Regions from separate parts of the Mus musculus genome. Here region 1 is linked to region 2. The links are chromatin contacts, called in public promoter capture Hi-C maps. All regions are on one chromosome and are shown on one strand. The core of a region is the stretch at or near the end of the contact, and the rest is flanking DNA. Distances in the headings are between cores, read along the strand shown. Region 1 holds the start of Dpagt1 (dolichyl-phosphate (UDP-N-acetylglucosamine) acetylglucosaminephosphotransferase 1 (GlcNAc-1-P transferase)). Region 2 overlaps Cbl (Casitas B-lineage lymphoma).

Region 1 (3,079 bases), core at 278-2,777, 130 kb before region 2:
GGAAGGAAATAAGAGATAGGGAAGAAGGAGGGAAAAGAGAGAAAGTAGATACAAGGACAGAAAAGAAATGGTTGATGGGGATATGGACCACCAGGAGGGGTCCTCTATTGGGACCTCAGAGGCAAGGGTACCAGAAAGTAGGTGCCACAGGGGCAGTAGTGGCAAGGTTACTCACCCAAGTCCAAATGCAGGCCCAGAATCCAGCGGAAGGGCTTGGGCACCACGATGGTTGTATTGCCAAAGTTTGTGAAGTAGACCATGAGGAGAGGTAGTGAGGCAGCTGTGGGCAGCAGCAGCTTGTGGCGCCAGCGGAGATTGAGGACATCATCAGCAAACCCCAGGAAGATCATGCAGCAGATGGCAAGGAGGGCACCTATTAGGGCCACAAACTGGGGGAGAAGTGGGCACGTAATGACTCACACCTACTTCTACTCTGTCAAGAATTCCTGTCTTTTCCATTTTTTTTTTCGGAGTTGGTGATTGAACGCCGGGTCCTTGCACATACTCACATACTGAGAAAGCGCTCTACCACCGAGCTATATCACCAGTCCAAGAATTCCTGTCTCTATGGTTGTGGCCACAAGCATCCTTTTCCCAAATCCAAATAACCCCAACTCAAGTGCCCGGCCCCAGCCAGCCCGCTAATAACTTCCCCACTGGTGCACTTACTTCATGGTGGGGGAATGCCTTACACTGCTCCTCCACGAAGCAGTTCAGGAAGGGGAAAGGGATGAAGCAGAAGAGGATGATAAGGAAAACAGCACCGCTGATCACTCCCTGGGACTCTGGGCTGCGGCCCAGCGGGAAAGGGTGGAGGAGGAAGAAGAAAGGGGCGTGGTCACTCACAATAGTAGGGGTCCCAGTAAACCAAAGTGGCCTTCTCAGGATTTTGTTTGTTGGGGAGTAGGGAGAGCGTGCACAGGGCAAAGGATACCTACCCCTCTACAACTCCTGACACCCAACAGTTCCATTCCGTCCTTCCCAAGGATAGACAACTTTAATGACCTCCCAGAGTTCTGGGTGCCTAGGTTAGCTTTCCGGCTAGTGCAAAGCCAAGCATCTCAGTCCTTGCCCCTGTTCTGCACAATCCTGCCCCCCCCCCCCCCAACCCAGGACACTCGCGTGCGGTTACTCACATCTGCTGCTGGCTGAGCTTGTTGAGGTCCTGGCCACAGAGGCGCGCGGCGATAAAGTGGCTACGGAAGGCAGGGATGAGGGTGACTGTAGCCACGAATCCCAACAGCGAGCCGATCAAATTCACCAGCAGCGGCAGCGGCAGGGGCAACTCCGGGAAGGCCCACATGGTGACCCTCCGGTGGCCGCCGCCCCGCCGCCTACTCAGCTAACTGGTAAGCCAGGAACAATCCCGTGGCCTCGGCAGCCGGCAGTGCGGCTCCCAACCCGCAGAGGATTCCGGCGCCAGCGGGAACAAAACCCAGCTAGGACGCTAGGACCTGACCCTCCCTCCTGACCAGCAAGAAGCTCTTAGGAAGCAACCTCGGCTCTGCCCCGCTGCACCTACCCATTGTTTCCACCCGGATCTTAATTGCGAAAGAACTATCGCTGCTGAAGACCGAAGCACCATTTTTAAAACGGGCACTGTAGCCGGACCGGTAGTGTTATTTTAAACAAAGCTTTAGTTCTAAAGGAGTGGTACCATTAGCGTTTTTGAAAACTCAACTGAAGAAAATACAAGAACGTGGATACTCTCGAAACAATCATATTGTGCAGCTCAGAGTGGAAATAGGCTTTGCCCAGTTCCAACATGAACGCTTCCTCGTACCACGTGGCTGACACCGCTAGTTCTGTGGTTCCACGTCGTCTCCCTCGCAGGTCGGGTTTAAAGGGCTAGCAGCCTGAGCTTAGTCTGGGATGCCCTGGGGCTGGAAATATGGCTACTGAGAGCTGGCCGTGGTCAGGAAGAATGAGAGTGTGGAAGCACACCCGCTCTTTGCAGGAAAACTGTTGCCGACGTAAACACTGGTTCCAGAAACTCAGGAACAATCTGGAGGGTTTTTAAAACCTGGGAAGCTCAGACACTCGAAAAGCCCCTCCCGCCCTTTTTCTTGTTCATGATCCAGGTACTTTTCCCACAACCCACCCACCTTCTGCCTCCACTATAGCAGTTTGTTGCTGGGCAACCTACCGCTGCATTTCGCCAGGAGGAAACTGTTTGAGCTTTCAGGTCTTCGATTAAAGCAGGGATTAAAACTTGATGTTGGATCACAGCACTGTGCCAACGCTTTCCAAATAGACAGAAACCGACGCATTGCAAATAACTAACGAGGCAGGAGAGCTTGTCCATACCTCCAGTGAGCTTGTGGGTTTCCTCCCAGTCAAGTTTCTTCCTCCCAGTCACTTACTTGCCTTTTGACACCTGTACACGCTAGTAGTACAGCAGTTCACTGGAATATTGATCCCTTAGGTGGCAAATGTTTTCCTCAGAGAGGAATCCACCACAGAGAGTTAGGGAGTTGACAATAACATGGCGTTTTGTCCATCCCCTTTTGAATTACAGCATACTCCTAGAATCAGGGTGAAGTTGACACTACTTAGGTCAAAGAATTTCTTAAGGGCTGGAGAGTAGGCTCAGTGGTTAAGTCTGCTCTTCCGAAGGTCCTGAGTTCAAATCCCAGCAACCACATGGTGGCTCACAACCATCCGTAATGAGATCTGACGCCCTCCTCTGGTGTGTCTGAAGACAGCTACAGTGTACTTACATATAATAAATCTAAAAAAAAAAAAAAAAAAGCCGGGTGGTGGTGGCCCACGCCTTTAATCCCAGCACTTGGGAGGCAGAGGCAGGTGGATTTCTGAGTTCAAGGCCAGCCTGGTCTACAGAGTGAGTTCCAGGACAGCCAGGGCTACACAGAGAAACCCTGTCTCGAAAAACCAAAAAAAAAAAAAAAAAAAAAAAAAAAAAGAAGAAGAAGAAGAAGAACTTCTTAGGTTCCTTTTTCTGAAAGTCAGGTATTCAATGTCCATTCAACTTGGAGATGGCTCTTATTAACATTAAAAGCCCCATCTATGTCCCAAATACACTTTACTGGATAGTATAGTAAGTTTTGTTTTTCTTGTA
Region 2 (3,117 bases), core at 165-2,664:
CCTTATATCTTAGACCTGCTGCCTGACACCTACCAGCACCTCCGCACTGTCTTGTCAAGATATGAGGGGAAGATGGAGACGCTTGGAGAAAATGAGTATTTCAGGGTGTTCATGGAAAATTTGATGAAGAAAACTAAGCAGACTATCAGCCTCTTCAAGGAGGGAAAAGAAAGGATGTATGAGGAGAATTCCCAGCCTAGGTAATGGAGACATACTACACAAATATTAACTCAGGTCTGTGGCTGTCAGAATGGGATTGCTAGCAATAGTTGAGCTGCTTTGAATTTTATTTTAATGGGAATAGAAAGCTCACATTTGATAGAAAGGGTCTTGGTAAGCAGTTGACCATCATTGGGTCAGGTAGATTTATCTGTGAAAGAAAGAGTGATTTACACTCCTGAGAAAGGTTGCAGGCAGTAGACCATGAAATCCCTAAAGATAACCGACGTTTGTGGGTAGATGAGCATTTGAAAGAGGCTAAGCTGAGGTTGAGGAGAAAAGATCAAATCTCTGCAGAAGCCGCAGCAGCTTGATAAATCACAAGTGTTAGATAAGAGTAGAAAAAGCCAGTGCTTGATTCCTTTTTGTTTTTAAGTGTATGGTGTGTGTGTGTGTGTGTGTGTGTGTGTGTGTGTGTGTGTGTGTGTGTATAATATATGGGTAAGGATTCTTTCTCTCCACCATGTGGGTTTTGAGTCTTGAACTCAGATCAGCAGCCTTGGCAGCAAATATCTTTACCTGCTGAGCTGTTCCTTAAATAAAGCAAATTGAACTGATACTCTATAGAGGCACACCCACCATGCCTTCCCTCCCTTGCTGTTGGGGATGGACCCAGGGCTTCACACATGCTCCGTAGCTGCCCTATCATCAAATACAGTTAGATTACTTGGCCTGTTACTAGCTTGCCTGTGTAAACACCTACCAGGAAAGAATTAACTAGCTCGTGGGTTCTGTCCAGGTGAAATATGGTGTAATATGTCAAGGATTTAATAGAGATATGTAATGTAGTTTTGCCTATTGGATGGCATCAGAAGTGAGACAGGAAATGTTAATCTGAACTAGATTTTGAAGGATAAGTAGGAATAGTTGTATGTCAGATATCCTGCATATCAGATATTTACATTAGGACTCACAACAGTAGCAAAATTATAGCTACTGAGTAGCAATGAAATAATTTTTTAATTTAATTTTATTTGCAATTCATTTTTTACAGCAATGAAATAATTTTATACTTGGGGGTTACCACAACATGAGAAACTATATTAAAGGGTCACAGCATTAGGAAGTTGAGAACCACTGATGTAGGCAGAGAAGTCAGCCTTTAACATGCTAGAAAGAACCTGCTGCTGACTGTGTGTTCAAAGAATGTGGGAAGTCTGGTTTGGCTGGAGTTACAGGAGTTGGATGAGGGGAAGTACAAGGGAGTCAGAGTGTAAGGATTGCTTTAACTCTAGACTGTCTCTTAGATATAAATCAGTCCCTACAACAGTTCCTACTTTTACAAAAAAGGGCACTTAATTATATATATATTGGGACTTAGTTGGGCTCTTGCTCTATTGTTTTTTCCCTTCCCCAAGCAACTGAAAATATATGCATGCCACTGTAGCCATTTAAGTATGTTTAAATTTTTTAAAATGCATTTATTTTTATGTGTACGTGCAGGTGCACATATAAGCATGCATGGTGTAGTGTGTCTGTGTGTAGATTGGAGAACATTGCTGGGGTTGGTTCTCTCCTTCCCCCAGGTAGATTCCCAGGATTAAACTCAGGTCAACAACTAGGCAGCAAGCCATGAAGCTTCGTGGCAAACTCTTTCGTTACCCACTGAGCCAACCTGGCAGCCCTGAGAGCATTTTTTATAATGAAATGGAAGCTGCATTTTCCTTTCTTCTTAGAGCATACTGAACAGTGCTTGGTATGCTTACTTTAATAACTGTCTTAGAGTTTCATTGCTGTGCAGAGACATCATGACCACAGCATATATTTTATGTAGGAAAATATTTAATTGGGGCTGGCTTACAGGTTCAGAGGTTTAGTCCATTACTGTTGTGGTGGGAAGCATGGCAGCATGCAGGCAGCATGGTGCAAGAGAAGGAGCTGAGAGTTCTCCATTCAGGTTGTCAGGCTGAATGTAAATGCTGCACTGGCCTGACTTGAGCATTTGAGAATTCAAAGCCCACCCCCCCTAGTGACTCTCTTCCTCCAACAAAGCTACACCCACTCTGACAAGGCCACACCTCTTAATAGTGCCACTCCCTGTGAGCCTATGGGGGCCATTTTCTCTCAAATCACCACAATGACTGAGAGCCAGTATAGTATAGTGACTAAGTAGTTAAACTCTAAAGCCAATTTGTAGGTTTTTAATCTTTTCTTAGCCACTTTTTTAGCTATGTTATTTCTATTTCCTCATCCAGTGGATGAAATAATAATGTTTTCATTGTGGGTTGTTGAGAGTTCTTTCTTCTACATTTTTGGAGAAGGTTCTCATGTATCCCAGGCAAGCCTTGAATTCACCACAGAGTGGAGAATGACTTGACCATCTCTGATCCTTCTGTCTCCGCCTCCTGAGTTCTGGAGTCACAGGCATGCAGCCTCACACCATGTCCATGTGGTGCTGGGGATCCAGCCAAGGGCTCAGTGCATGCACCCTGCCTACCAAGGAGCCACATCCTCAACCCCAGCTTTTATTGTCTTAATTATGGATTTTATTATAGAGTCAACATAGATTATTATATTGGGTTGTATATCATTAATACACAACTCTACATGAAGCATATAATTTGACATGGCTAAAATAAGTAGTTTCATATGCATTTGCAATGACTAAATATAAATGTATACTATATAACAAAAGTATATTAATTGTTCTTATCCAAATTGAACAACTTTTGTAAGTGAGTACCTTTACTGTTTCTATTCATTCCTGTCTCAATTCCAAAATATGAGTCATGGGCCTCTGGTTTATGTTTTGACTGCTACAGACTTCTTTGGTTTTGTTTTCATCTATTCTGTGTATGAGTGTTTTGCCTGCGTGTACTATAGGTATGCATTGCCCACAATGGCCAGAAGAGGATGTGCACTCGCCTCTGGAACTGGAGCTACAGATGTGAGCCACCA

Evidence for each region. Promoter capture Hi-C pulls out the DNA fragments that hold promoters and counts their contacts.
Region 1: a contact with region 2 is called in a promoter capture Hi-C map of epiblast stem cells, with 2.3 times the contacts expected there. The contact joins the promoter of Dpagt1 here to the enhancer-like site in region 2. A contact is called at or near these places in 5 of 39 promoter capture datasets (the C10 cell line, the HPC-7 cell line, the SN4741 cell line and 2 more), 5 of 115 datasets of contacts at active chromatin or transcription factors (the SCID.adh cell line, bone marrow-derived macrophages, embryonic stem cells and 1 more) and 3 of 9 other capture datasets (adipose tissue, liver and pancreatic islet).

What each region holds. Positions count from the first base shown.
Region 1 is chr9:44,325,263-44,328,341 of GRCm38.p6, reverse strand. It overlaps Dpagt1 (dolichyl-phosphate (UDP-N-acetylglucosamine) acetylglucosaminephosphotransferase 1 (GlcNAc-1-P transferase)), which reads right to left and starts at 1,527. Exons shown (of 9, transcript NM_007875.3): 1 at 1,137-1,527; 2 at 670-790; 3 at 176-389. The coding sequence starts at 1,303.
Region 2 is chr9:44,198,043-44,201,159 of GRCm38.p6, reverse strand. It overlaps Cbl (Casitas B-lineage lymphoma), which reads left to right. Exons shown (of 16, transcript NM_007619.2): 2 at 1-200. Among named protein-coding and RNA genes, the nearest start is that of Cbl, 34 kb to the left of the region's middle. Within about 2 kb of position 1,414, at least 16 of the 459 cell types and tissues checked have an H3K27ac peak or open chromatin away from gene starts, as enhancers often do.